2 separate regions of the Mus musculus genome follow, and region 2 is linked to region 1. A link is a contact called in public HiChIP or PLAC-seq data. All regions are on one chromosome and are shown on one strand. The core of a region is the stretch at or near the end of the contact, and the rest is flanking DNA. Distances in the headings are between cores, read along the strand shown. Region 1 holds the start of Pcgf3 (polycomb group ring finger 3). Region 2 holds the start of Cplx1 (complexin 1).

Region 1 (7,145 bases), core at 1,997-4,496:
TTCAGAACCTCACATCTTACTATTTTGAAAGTCACTTATAACCTAGTGCATGAGACCTAATGTATCAGAAAAGACACTTTCTCCATATTATTTAAGATGGTTAAGAAAATCTAGAGGGTTGGCTTATAATTTCTTTCAGAATAACTTGCCAAGGCTCTGAGAATACTGGAAAACCCTCACTCAGAGGTTAGATGCTATGCTCCTATATCCACCCCACTTTATCCACAGGGGTCTGCTTGCCAGAGCATTCCAAATAGTAAGTTAACTACCAGGAACCTTTTCTTTTATAGCAGATGCCTCTTAAATGGTATACATGCATGCATTACAATCATCTGAACTTTTATAGTAACATCAAAGGAACCTTATATACCTTATTTAGAGGCCTTATTCTAACACACCATTCTACATACAACAATTTTCTGAGATAGAATCTAACTCTATAGGCCAAATCGGTCTGGAATTCACTACTGTAGTGCAGGTTTGCTTCAAACTCAAACTCACTGAAACTGTCTCAGCTCCCAAGAGCTGGGATTACAGTTGTGAGAGATCATGTTTGCATCTACACATAACTCTTAATTTGTTTATGAAATTTTCTAGGGTATGGGCCACATGATACTTAAAACTTGCTAAGTGCCTGGCTGACAGCAATACTGCAGAGCCTGATCCACCTTCTACTGACCTAACTAGTACCCTGACCAAGGAACCTGGCCAGGAAACCTGAAAAGTCAGGCCTGGGCTCGTCACCTTCTAGCAGAACCAATATCTTAGGTATCTTAGGGCACTACATTCTAAGGTAGCTTGTTATATAGCAACATATAAATAATATAACCCTTCAATACCATTCTATGTTCAGAAATCCAAGCATAGGAAATTGAAGATCACCATCAAACCTAAACAAATGCTCAGTTCTTGTCTAACATTTCACACAGCAAAATACAATAAAGGGCACAGCAAAGAAAAAAATCAGAGGTAAGCGCTCGGTACAAGATTCCCAAGTGTGAGGACACTTGGCAAATAACAACTTTCCACTTTGAACACAACTCAGTTGACACCCATGCTAAGAAACCTAGACTTGTTTTTCCCTGAGAAACCAAACCGTGATGTGGCTCAAAATGAAACATAGAACTGGCCAGCTCAAATATCTCTTAGGAATCCAAACAGCCCAGAGTTTGCTCTCACCCTGTCTCCAGCACTTTTAAGTGCAGCCTGACAGAGCAGAACTTCCACAGAGCAACACAGCCATTGTTGACCACCCAGGTCTGTGTGGGAGCTAGGCCACTCTAGAATGCCTTGCTTTCTTATCTTGAAACATATCAGGTTTTCAGTGAACATCTCAGTACCTGCCCTAGTGTCTCCCACAACAGTAAAAACACATCTCACTTTTCCACAAATATTGTGTTCTCCATGACAGACTGGCTGGGAAGATTTCAGAGAAACAAAAACTCTTTCCTTTCTAGGAGAGAAACAGGAGTGTGGGTGCTAGGTGTTCATCTATTCAAAAGGCCCTCAGTCCTCTCTGCTCACTGCCCTCACCTTCCTACCTATTCCTGGAAGGCCTCCTCCCCACTGGACACCTAGCCTCTAGCCTCTCTACACCACACCCTCAAGACCTGCTGGGAGAGGAGGAAGGAGGGTGAAGGTACAGCCACTGACCTGGGGTCAAGACTAGGGAAAGGCACAGTCCTGTAGGAGCTGGGGAGACCAGACGAAAGGCAACTTGGAGGCTTGGGGCATGAAGCAGCAAGCACAGGGCATGCCCTTGATACCTGAGTCCTTGGAGCCCAGCTGAGCTCCAACTTTGCCTTGCAACTGTGCTGAGAGCCTCACCCACTCTGTAACATCAAGAAGCTAGGGGACCTGTGGGGAGTGTAAGCACTTCATAGCAAAGGTTCCCTGTGGCTGGGCTGATCGAAACCTCCCAATGCCTAGTAGTCTTTTCAGCAGAGTTCGGGGGTCAATTACTAGAGTCCTAGGCCCTCCCTGCCTTAAAGTTCCAACTATTATCTAAGTAATCCCTGAGGACCATCCTCACGGTTCAGCTCCAAGGCTTTCATTTTAAAGGGACCCACCTTTGGTCCTGTTTGTCCTGAAGCCTATCTATATTCTGAACTCTCCTCACAGTTCACCCTCAGGGCCTCAAACTGCTCAAAGGACTGCCACAGTGGTCCAGATTCCTTTGAGCCAGCCTTGATTTCCCAGCTCTCTACAGCCGATTTGTCCCTGGGAGATCTGACCTTCCTATGGCCTTGTCCCAGCACCCTGGCCCTCTGTGGGGTGGTCTCAGGGTCTTAACCCTCCTCTGTAATCTATCATTAGTTGGCCCATCTAAGTGATTCTGCCATTTTCTAAGTCCTGCCAGGTCCTGGGAGCCATTCTTCCTCAATGACCTTTTCTAGACTCTTGTCAGGTCTCTAATACTGACCCTCCCCCAAGTGTCCATTCCAAGAGTCGGGGCTCCACCTGTCCTGGGGTCCCAGAACTATGGGAGAGCTGCCCAGTCCTAAGGACTGTTCAGTGAGTAGCCCTCAGTAATTCTGGCCTGGTCCTGGGTCCTGCCTGGTCTGCGGTCCTGATCCCCCTGGATCCAGCCTGGCCCAGACTCCTGTTCTTCCGGGGTCCTGTTCTCTGGAATCGTGCCTGGTGCCAGGTCTAGCCGGACTGAGCTCCTTGTCTTCCCTAGGTCCTGTTTTCTCGGGGTCCAGACTGCTCGGAATCCACCTCGGCTGCTGTTCTGCCTGGTCTAGGATTCTGCCCACCCCGGTCTAGCCTGGTCAAGGGTCCAGCCTTGTGCAGGCTCTTCCCCGGGTTCTGTCTGGTCCAAGGTCCCTGTCCTCCCTGGGTCCAGATTGTTCCGGGATCCAGCATGGCCCTGGGTTCTGCCCTCCCGGGGTCCAGACCTGCGAGAAGTCCTGGCCTTCTCGCAGGCTTTTAGGGTCCCGCCTCCCGGGCCTGCCGGGGGCGCTGGGCTCGCAGCCTTCTGCCGCCCATGGGCCGAGGCCCGCGGCCTGAGGAGCGGGCGCGCGGGCCAGGCCAGGCGGGGCGGGCTCACTGACCTGCGTCTCGGGCGGCGGGCGAGCGGGCGCACGCGGGGGCTCGCCGGGAGGGGGAGGGGGCGCCGCTCCCTCTGGGTCCCCCCCAAGAGGAGGAGAAAAAAGCCGTGCAGAGTTTAAAACAAAGAGGCGGAAATGCCCGAACCCAGCCGAGTGCGGAGTCGGGGGCGCCGCGGCTGGAGCATGCGCAGTGTGTGGCTCAGCTCCCACCTCGCAAACGAGAGAGGCGGGGCCTCTGAAAGGCGGAGCCTATAGGGGTGGGGTGCAGGAGGGGCCAGAGAGCGCAGGCGCGTGCAGGCAGCAATTGACTCAGGAAGCTGGCTCGGCGAGACAGGCAGGGTGGAGCTCGGGGGTGTGGTCACAGGTGAGAGGTGGGTCAGGAGGCGTGGTCAGAAGCACTACCTGGAGAAACTCCGCCGGGTTGTTCAGGACGCGCGCTGACAGGCAACTGCATGAGTTAGGAACGAAACCGGAGTATCTAGACCACGGGTTTCCTACCCCCATAAACCTTCTGCTTACATTTTTGTCCTTTCTTGGAATCACTGTGGACACAGAGAGACCCTTATGCTGGCCTTTCGGACCGTGGAAACCCACAATTTGTCCGTTGTCCACTGTGCATTGTGACTGGCAGAGGGCATAAACTGAGAAAAGAAAGTCTGTTCTTGTTTGTTTGTTTGTTTGTTTGTTTACTTGTATTTTCGAGAAAGGGTTTCTCTGTGTTGCCCTGACTGGTCTCGAACTAACATAGATCCGCCTGCCTCTGCCTCCCAAGTGTTGGGACTAAAGGAATGCCCTACCATGCTGGACTGGAAGTCTGTTCTTAGGAAACAAAGTGGTTGTGGCAGCTGTATGCTAGACAGGCGGTGGGACAAGGAAGCAGCAAGGTGGCCAACCAGCAGGTGTTTGGGAGAAGGGGCATGCAAAGAATGAGGTTGAAAGGGGTTATCGCCTTTAATCCCAGCATTTGGGAGGCAGAGGCAGGTGGATTACTGAGTTCGAGGCCAGCCTGGTCTACAAAGCGAGTTCCAGGACAGCCAGGGCTACACAGAGAAACCCTGTCTCAGAGAAAGAAAGAAAGAAAGAAAGAAAGAAAGAAAGAAAGAAAGAAAGAAAGAAAGAAAGAAAGAAAGAAAGAAAGAAAGGAAAACAGAATAGGCACCCAGGAAGGCAAATATACTCTACTGAAGCCTGGCAGCCTTTGTATCACAGAGAGACTACTGATGGGGGAGAAGGTTGAGGGAGAGTCCTAGAATAATGGAGGATCTGGTGTTGGTATTAGAGGTAGCAAAGAGGTACTGTTGAGAAGACCATGAGCAGGCCTGGACTTAGGGCACAGATCTCAGGAAGTCATCTAGCTTGACAGACAGCTAGACCCTTAAACCACTTGTCTTCACATGGGCTTGTCATGCCTTAGGTAAGACCATATTCAGATGTCATTCTAGGTCCAGGATTCAGACCTTGCTTCTGTGTCTATCAGGGATACCTTCAGGGAACTCTCGCTTTACACAACCTCTGGTTTCTCCTGAAAGTTGTTGCCCACTTTAGGCCCCCACCTTCCAGCGCTGAAGTCTTCCTCTAACTAACAGCTGACACATTAGAATCCAGCTATGTGTCCCTTCCCCAATCCTAACCCTGTATCCCTAGGTGAGCAGATAGCTTTCAACTAGTATCCTTGTGTTTTGTCCTTGCTCCCTGACTACTTTCAGCACAAAATAGTGGCTTTTATAAAGCATTAATTGGGGGGAAATTCCCTGCTCAAAACCCACCCAGTGGCTTTACCTAGGACAGAAACCAGATTTCTGGAGACTAGAAGAGACCTGAAATCATGTGACTGTCTTGATACTAAGTTCACAGGTACATGTATATATTTTTGTTCAGCCAAGCAAATGAAGAAACCTGAAATTATGGTGCTCAGTTTGATGATAGGGGAGGGAATGCCTTCTTCCTTACTTCTGTCTCCAGCTAGCCTCTCTGGGGTACTTGGTAAACCCTCTGTTCTCTGTAATGATGGTCTTCACATCACCCACCCACCTAGGCTGCTGTCTTAACCCAGAACAGAGTGAACTGACCCTATATCTCTTTTTAAAAAAAACATTTCAAAAGATTATCTTTATTTTAATTGTATGGGTGTTTTTGCCTGCATGCATGTCTGTATACCACATGTGTGCAGTTTCCTTGGAGGCTAAAATAGAGTATTGGATCCCCTAAAACTGAGTTAAAGACAATTGTTTTTAGCTGCCATGTGGAAATGAAACCCAGATTAGTGTGCTCTTAACTGCTGAGCCGTCTCTCTAACTCTATGATTCTACATCTAAGCAAGTTCTCTCTTAAGCCTGTCAGCTTTGCCCTGCCTTCCAACAAATGTTGGACCCAGGGCTCCAAGACATTTGGAACTAAATTCAAGGTCTGTTATGACCTCTGTGACCCCTGCAGTATTTAACTTAGCTATGTTCTCCTCTTGGGTTGCTCTCTTACCCCTAGCTGTCTTGAAAGAATCCTATAGCACCTGGGTACAGTGTGTGAGGCCGCCAATTGCAGAGAAAAGAGTAAAACTCCTCCCAGGTCCTGTCTTGTGGTTAGTTCCTCCTACTCCTTGTTGTTGTTCTTGTGCTCACTCATAGACTGCACAGCTCTCCTGATGCCTCTGGGCACACTACGCACCTGCACCTCAAGGCCATAGTGGAGCTGATTTACCTGCAGTGGCTGAAAGCATGGATAATGGAGACTCTAGCCCTCACTGCAAAATAGGCATGAGTATACAAAAGCTGTATGACCCTCCCACCTAAACAACTAACACACTGAACAAATAAGCCAAATGTCAATTTACAGACACGTCAGGAAACCAGGTCTTGGACCCAGAGAAAGAAGGGTGAATCTTAGGGGAAGCCAATACACATGCCTAGGTAAGGGCTCTTGATCTGTACAGTTCTTCAAAGCTCTCAGCCTAGCATTGTTAGTCCTCCATGGAAACTTAGAGTTGGGGAAGATTGGGGAAAAGGAGAGGGTGAGGGATCTTGAAGTCCACCAGGCAGGCATCACTAGAAAGCTCTGGTGGTCTAGAGAGATCCAGGAGGCTTCTATCAGTGGGATAAGATAAAAAGACTGCTCTGTCCAGCCTGATAAAGCCAGGAAACCTGGAGGGGAGGGAAGTGCTTGGTGATTTGTTCTTATCTGTGATATTGCTATGATAAAACACTGTGACCTAATTGCACAGAAGCATTTACAACTGCATATGGTGAAAACTCTCAGGGACAGGTGTGACATCCACATCTAGTAACACTGGTGGGCAGACACAAAAGAGAATTTGACCCTAAGAGAGAGAACAGTCTCTCAAAATACACCTGAAATGGCATTGGAGAGCTGTGTGGTGTACAAAAGCAGTTCTGGACCTGCAAAGTAGATGTGGAGTTATGCCAAATCTGGTTGGTGATGGATATGAGAAAAGCAGCTATGGTCCTCCCTATGGGAGCAGCTCCAGTAGCTGCTGGTGGATCAAGGAAACCAAGCCAGATGGAGCATATGTTGCAGCAGTCAGATGAGTGGGTCCTGTTTTGGCATCTGGTGATATCAGAGATTTAACACCTATCTTAAGATAATATAAATAATGGTGTTATGGTATATGTTTATATAATAATGGCATTGTGGTTGTGTTTTAGGTGGCTTCAACTTTTATAGATAAATACTAAAATTCCATGGGAGTAGGGGGAATGATATGGCCTCTGAGACTTCTTCAGGACAAGGTGGAAGAACATAATGGCAAGGGATATGGACAAATCAAAATTTGCCATTAATTGATCATTATTGGATTTCTCTCCCTCCTCCCCTCCCTCCTTCTCTCACCTTCTCCTCTTTCTTTCTCCCTTTTTCCCCCTTATCACTCCTTTTTTCTTTGAACTTTTCCATAATAAAAAAAATCTAATAATTGGGAGAGATGGCTCATCAGTTAAGAGCACTGACTGCTCTTGCAGAGGTCCTGAGTTCAATTCCTAGCAACCACATGGTGGCTCACAACCAACTGTAATGAGATCCGATGCTCTCTTCTGGTGTGTCTGAAGACAGCTACAGTGTACTCACACACATACAATAAATAAGTAA
Region 2 (7,145 bases), core at 1,748-4,247, 89 kb before region 1:
GCCCCAGCCTGGTAGACAACCCTTCAGAGGGGTTTTCTGTCAACCTTAGGAGGCCCTCTCAGCCCTCACATTCTGTGCTTTCTGGTAGTGGAGCCTCTGAAGCACCTGTAAAGGGGACAGATGAGCAAGGTGTCCCTTCTCTGTCCCAGGCCCCTCAGCCAGCAATTATCTGTAAACAAATGCATATGGTGTCCAGGGCTGACCTCTGGTTGTTAGCTCCTCCATGATGTCTACATCACTTGGCCATTTATCCATTTTCACCTTTTCCTATCACTATCTGCCTCCTGTCTGTCCTAATACACAAGTCCTCTGGATCCTGGAACTCTCACCTCCTGGATCTTCAACAAACCAGTCTTTTTCACTAGGTTCTTGGGATCCTTTGTACAGCTAGAAGTCTGTAGACTGAACCTGGATCATCTGTAAGAACAGCAAGCTCTCTTATCTGCTGAGCCATCTCTTCACAACCCCCCCAATTCCATTTATATAGAGATATCTCAAACAAAAATATTAAAATAGTAATGAAGCTATCAGGAATGGATAGTGCATCCCTTTAATTCCCAACAGTTGAGAGGTAGAAACGGAAGAATCTCTGCTGAGTTTGTGATCTCAAACTCTGTGAGTTTGTGATCTCAAACTCTGTGAGTTTGAGGCCAGCCAGGTCGACTTGCTTTAAAGACGCCTTGTCTACTCCAGATGGCTGGTCAGTTAGGCAGAGGCCTTTTGCCATGTTGCCTCTTTGTATTATAGGTTTAGAGGTCTAGGTAGCTTGTAAAAGCCAGCCTTAGCTATGGTCCACACCTCAGCTTGGCAGGCAGTTATGGAGCCTTCTCCCTAGGGTAGCACTGCACTGAACGATTTCTCAAGCCCAAGCAACTGCCATCTCCCAGGGTTCTCTCACTCAAACTTGAGACTGTCACTCTCCTTGCCTGTTTCCCTCAGCAGAGTCTGGGAATGGCATTGTACTGTACTCTGAGGACTTGGAAGGTGATGCCAGGAGTGTGAAGGTCAAATACAAAAGTCATCACTGCCTATATATCAAAACCAGCCTGTAACACATGAGAACCTCTTTGAAAACAACAACCCAATAAATAAATAAATAAATACCAAAACAACACATATACAAAATTAAACTAGGGAACTGGAGAGATGATTCGATAGTTAAGATCACTGGCTGCACTTTCAGAGGACCCAGGTTTGATTTCCAGTGCCCACATGGTAACTCACAACTATCTGTAACTCCAGTCCCAGGGGGATCCAACACTCTTTCCTGGATGCTGTGGGCACCAGATGCACATGTGGTCCACAGACATGCAGACAAACACCCATACAGGAGGGAGGGAAAAAAAGCTAGGACAGAGAAACAAAGAGAGATACACTGAGACATAAAAACAAGAACAGCAGATATAGAGACGATAGAGAGACAAAGGTAGACACAGGAAGGCAGAGACAGCCAGAGACAGAGGAAGTAAAAGTGGAAGCCCACTAGTCCTAGGGTCCTTTGCCTCTAATAATCTCAGCTGGGCTCAGGACTATGAATGGATTAGGTTGGCCTGCTTTGTCTCAAGAGGTTAACCCAGGGTCTTCTATGGGATTGCTGACAGAAGGTCAGGTCCATCTGGTGGCGTGGCGGGGAGAAGAAAAGCAGGTGAGAAGTAATGAGTCTGTCTTGCTGTGGCCCTTGCTTTTGCTAGCTACTATAGACTCCGAAAACACAGAATGAGCCAGACTGGGCACATCTGTGTGCAGGTGACCCCATTCCACAGGACATCAGTCCTGGGCCTGAACAAGGCTCTGGGCATCAACCAACCTTACCATGAGTGTGGTGGGTGAACTGAGATGGACAGTGCCAGTAGGAAGGGCACTGGGAGACTTAACTCTTCTGTGTCTGATGTGAGTCATGCCCAACTTCCTAAATGATCCTCTCCTCCTAGGCATATGCCTGTGTGCAGTGCAGGCACTTCACCAGTGGGATCAGACAGTATCCTTAACTCCAGGGCCCCAGGCTGAAGTCAGGGCAGAAGGTGTGGGGCTTAACACTTTCTCTTCTTGTCTCCACTCCAGCTCCGTTCCTGGTCTCTTCTACTTTGAATCTGCTAGGTCAAAGGAACAAAAACTGATAAAAGCAAGTCTGGAATGGACCCTCCCTTACTCCCCACCCCTAGCCCTCGAATTCAAGCCACCAAGCACCCTGGGGCAGCTTTGGAATGTTGGTGAAGGGGGAATACTCATGAGGCAAGAAGTTTCACTGAATTGGGTGAAGGTCAAGAACAACCTAATCCTTAAGAATGACTCAGCCAGGAGGAACATTAACAGTTAAAGCAATGGCCATCAGCACTAGACTCTGCGGGTCAGGAATTACCACCTGGCTAGCCAGAATAAAAAACAGCTTAGGTGTCCCCACATGCTCTGACTTCTGCGAAGACGATTGCCTCACAGAAGCCCCCCAGGATAACTGCAGGGATACCAGGCCAACCTTGTGGCCACTGGGCTCTGCAGTGCAGCTGCCGCAGAGTTGAAATCCCGGTGCCAGGGGAAGGGGCGGCCTAGAGGCGGGGCTGTGGCTGTCTCCCAGGAGCCCCCGCCCATCCATGTCCGCAGTGACCTTCAGGCGTCCCTGACTGACTGGGGTTTCTATCCCACCAAAGCCACATTTGGCGGCTCTGCACACCGGAGAAGCCTGGATGTGTGGGCCTATCTTGCTCGATCGGGGGTCTCGGGCTGTGCTCGCCTTCTCCCGCCCTGCCAGCAAAGAGCAAAGAAACCCGGTCAGGAGCAAACGTGGTTGGTAGATTAGGGATGGTGACCCCATCCCTGCATTCTCCCAGCGTTTCAGGAGGGCGCTTCAGTAGGACTTCAGGAGGGTCTCCAAGCCGGTGTGGAGAGAGTGGCCCAGGCCAAAGAGGGGCCCCTAATGCAGCTGTCGCGCGCGCCAGGCCAGGATCTGGGAACCGGGGGCGCGGCTGCCCCCCCTACCTCCGCCGAGCCCCGCCCTCCTCGTCATGCGGGACGCGGGCGGGGGCGCCTCTGAGTGACGCGCCCTCCTCGCGGTGTCCTTCAGCCGCCGCAGCAGCACAGAGCGCCACATGGACCCCGCCGGCCTGAGAGCGCGCTGCTGTTGATCGTCCACCTTGGAAGGTAACCGGCGCCCTAGCAGCCAGTCCGACCTTAACCGGCTCCCTCCTTTCCCCTTCCCAGCCCAGTTTTCTTCCCGACTCCTGGGCTTCCCTTTCTGGATCCCCGCTTTCTAGCCGTGGGTCTCCTACCCATATCCTAGGTTCCCCTACTCTTGGTTCCTTGTCTTTCAGACCCAAGGTTGCTCAGCCTGAAAGGCGCTGTCCATCGTGAGGTGCTGAAACGGCCCTTGATTCCCTTTCCCATAGGCATCTTTTTTCTTTCTTTCTTTCTTTCTTCTTTCCCTGGCGCGCTCCGGCCTGAGGCCGTGCTCCGGTCGGGCACCTCGCCCAGCAAAGCAAAGGGTGCGGCGGCCGCGAGAGAACGGGATGCCTTGGTCTTTGCGGAATCTCCGCAGCGTCCTAGCCTCTCTACAGCTGGCCCTGCGGAGCCCCCATCCCCCGATTCCCGGAAACAGAGAGAAGTTTAGAAGGCAATTGGCTTTGCTGCAAAGGCATCCCTGAACCCCTAGCTTCTCGGACACTCTTCCTGCCTGGCACCCCTTCGGGTCTCATTCCGCAGAGAGAAACCTGTGAAACACTGGATCCCTCAGGACCAGGTTCCCTGATAGGAAAGACTCTACAAAGAGGGATGTCTTTGCAGCTGTTGGCATTACAGAAAGCACCTTTCTAAATGCTGCTGGCACTTTAGTCCACGCTGGGCATTCTGACTTGGGTTGCCCTACCCCATGCAGAAGCAGGAGTGGGTCATCTGTTTCCCCTCCCACTGGAAGACGGGGACTCCATCCAGGGCCAGTTCTGCTGTGGGCCTCCAGAGTCTCTCTAGAGACAGATATAGTTGAGACTAGTCAGAAGTCATAAGGACCTTTCCTGAGGGACATTCATGGACTTGTCTCTCCAATTCTTCCCCAGAGGGACCCCTGCCCCACAGCTCCAAAACTGCCAAGGAGGCTGAGCAGCCAGAACCTGGGTGCTACAGCGGAGCATTGACCTTCAAATGCCCCCTGGGCTCCACCCCCGCTTGAGGAGGCTGGCGCCAGTCTCCAGTAACTGGTGGCCCCAGGTTGTGAGCTGCAGTGGCATCTAAAAGCTTCCTTCAGAAACCCCAGAAGAAGCAAGATAACTGTTGGTTTGGCTGGGCTCTGAACCCTGCCATCCTGGTCTGGGTGTGGGAACAAAGCCTCTCACCCTAGACTCTTGGGATAGTGGAGAGGAGAGCAAGGAGTAGATGAGGGTCTCAGGAAAGGTTGGTCAGGGTACCTATGACCACCTACTCTCTCTAGGCAGAAGACCCTGACCACACTTGAATGTGAAATCTGACCCCGGGAGTGGCTCCTGAGGAACCAAGCCATCACCATGGAGTTCGTGATGAAACAAGCCCTGGGAGGTAGGAGGTGGGCAAGGGGGGGGGCGCATGGGTTTGGGCCTCCAGCGATACACAGACACCTGATACTCAGAGAGACATGTCTCCACCACTGCAGTGGCACGAAAACACATGGCTGCATGACCACTTCTGACCTCACGCACAGGCTCTGCAGATGGTTGCTTACACTCTGAACAAGCCTAAGGCAGTCCCCCAGCCCAGTACTTTTGAATCCCCTGGTGACTCAAGCCTTGGGATTTAATATGAGATATGGGGAGGACGTGCTGTGTAATATGGCCCCATGTCCCCATGCCATGGTGCAGTGGAACCCACTGGTCATCCTGAGACACATCAAGAGCCAAGCAGCATTGATCAAGGCAGATATCCTAACAAGGCTTGTGAGCAGCCCTCATTCTGTCAGTCCTGGGAACAAACTGTGCACCAGGACTGGGTTAGGAAACAGGATTTGGGTGATCCCAACTGTGGCATTGGGCTCTATGGGTTTCTCCCAGGTAAGACACAGTACTATTCACAAGGACAAGAAGGGATAGCTATGCAACCAAGACCCCTTCTGCAGAGAATATATAGCTTCCTTTTATGTCGTTGCGTGAGGGCAGCCTGCTCACTCACTATTTGAAAAGAGTCCTGTCCTCACTTGGCCCAAAGCCATCTTTGTAGCTAGCAACAGTAGGACTAGAAGCTGGTAGAGGACAGTCAACTGAGCTCTTGGCCAGGAGGTGCTGGAGGTGCTGAACCAGTGAGCCGAAGGTTTGGTACCCATCTGGCTGCAATGGGTTTCAGCAGGGCAGTTTGGTCAGCTCAAGCCTGTAGAGGTTGAGATCGCCCTAGGTGGAATTCATGTTTGTTCAGAGCTACCTGCTCTGGGTGCCCCGATACCCTTGTGTACCCTCAGGGCTGAGAGTTCACACCAACTTTACTATTGAAGAGTCCTTGTGGCCTGCAGGGGAGCCCCTTGACTGGTGTGGGTCTGAGCTGGAATGTGCTAGGCATCTTTTGCTGGTATGGAAAAGGGAAGGGGAACACTCACAGAGAGAAAGCTGGTGGGGACCTTGGGGCCAGGAAAGAGGAGAAGTCTGCAGAAATAGGCATCTCCCAGAGGGTGTCTGTGACTTCACTCATATGTGATGAAAAGGAGACCCAGTGTGCTTGCTGAGAGTTCACGACTGTGGTAGACTCAGGTTGAATCTAATTATAATGATTACATCACCGGGACAGGATTCAGGGACAAGCCAGCATCCTGTATCAGAAGAGACCCGTGTTATACCCAGAAAGTCCCAGGCTGCTACAGACAATTAATTTTGTGGCTAATTCTGGCCCTGAGGTGGGCTTTTAAAGAAACCGAAATCTCTGATTTGGCTGTCTACATAGCTGAAATTAGCTGGGTAATTGCCAGCCTGGATTCCCTCATTGTTCCATGTCAGCCCAAAGTTTCTCCTGCACCAGCAATGGGGCGTGCTTCTTGGGGTGCTGTGAAAGCTGTTGGGGCGGTGTGGTAACCAGCAGACAGAAGCTACAGGGTAGTAGCCACATACTAGGCTGAGCACCATCCAAACTACCCTATATTCAATTTACATTCATTTATGGAGATAGGGATGTAGCTTCCATGATGCTGAGTAGAACTGTAGTGGTTTTCCATCCACCACTCACAGTCTTGTCATGGACTCCAAACTCCATGTGTGTGTGACCTTTGGTGTCTTAGGGTGTGTGTGAGCAGAGCAAAATGGAGCCAGTCAGAGATGGTTGGAAGAGAGGGATAAGTTTCAGATAAGGGTCAAAAGGCAACAGAAACCCCAAGATATGGATCAAGCCCAGAGAAAGGTGATAGGAAAGAAAATAATAGCCCAGAAGCATATGTGTGGCTCTTTCACTGGACCATCTCAACTTATGGTTGCAGGTTCAGGAACTTGTGATCTGTTGCTTCACAAGACCCTAAGCCAAAGAGGGGTAGGTCTGGAATCTAGCTAGATGTGGGTGTGGTACATGCTTTTGTCTTTGCCTGGCTGTTCTGGCACCATGCCTGTCAGGAGCAGCAGCCCCCACTTTGAAGCCTCATGCCAGGCATGTAGCACTTTACCAGCATTCTCTATTCCCTTTGGCATGTCCCTAATGCCTCCTAAGAGGCAGGCCTGGGCCACAGTGGCATCCTAGAGATGAGGCTCAGAAAGACCAAGACTTGTGTGTGAACACTATGGAACAATGAGTCATGTTGCAAAGTTTTAGGTAATTTCAGTTACTTCCTGTAGATGCTACGTAGACAGCCGGATTCTGTTGTGTGGACAAGTTCAGTGGACCAATGGGGTTTTGTCAGGCCCCAGTTCTGCTATTTGCTAACAGTTCTCTGTTCTAGTGGTATTTGTTGCATTATCTCTGTGGATCATGAGGTAACTTTGGATCAGGACAGGATACTTCAGAGCCCCCACTGCATGAGAAAAGGAAGATTTAAGATGAAGGTCTGATGCCTTGGCGTGGGCCAGGTGGACAAGTGCCCAGGGTGTGGCTTATGCAGAGCTGAGCAAGCCTGGATAGTGTTATTGAGGAGGAGCTGGCCAATGTGAGGACCCGTTTTCTGGATCAGCTGTTTTGTCTATTACAAATGCCCACCGTCATGTCTCAGCAGTATAGCTTTATCT

Evidence for each region. HiChIP or PLAC-seq counts read pairs in DNA pulled down with a chosen protein or histone mark.
Region 2: an H3K4me3 HiChIP or PLAC-seq map of embryonic stem cells shows a contact between it and region 1, with 26 read pairs. The contact joins the promoter of Cplx1 here to the promoter of Pcgf3 in region 1. A contact is called at or near these places in 3 of 484 Hi-C or Micro-C datasets (the N1E-115 cell line, cerebellum and embryonic stem cells), 8 of 115 datasets of contacts at active chromatin or transcription factors (the SCID.adh cell line, bone marrow-derived macrophages, embryonic stem cells and 1 more) and 3 of 9 other capture datasets (adipose tissue, macrophages and pancreatic islet).

The regions. Positions count from the first base shown.
Region 1 is chr5:108,457,360-108,464,504 of GRCm38.p6, reverse strand. It overlaps Pcgf3 (polycomb group ring finger 3), which reads right to left and starts at 3,246. Exons shown (of 11, transcript NM_172716.5): 1 at 3,054-3,246.
Region 2 is chr5:108,545,879-108,553,023 of GRCm38.p6, reverse strand. It overlaps Cplx1 (complexin 1), which reads left to right and starts at 2,997. Exons shown (of 4, transcript NM_007756.3): 1 at 2,997-3,135; 2 at 4,415-4,518. The coding sequence starts at 4,488.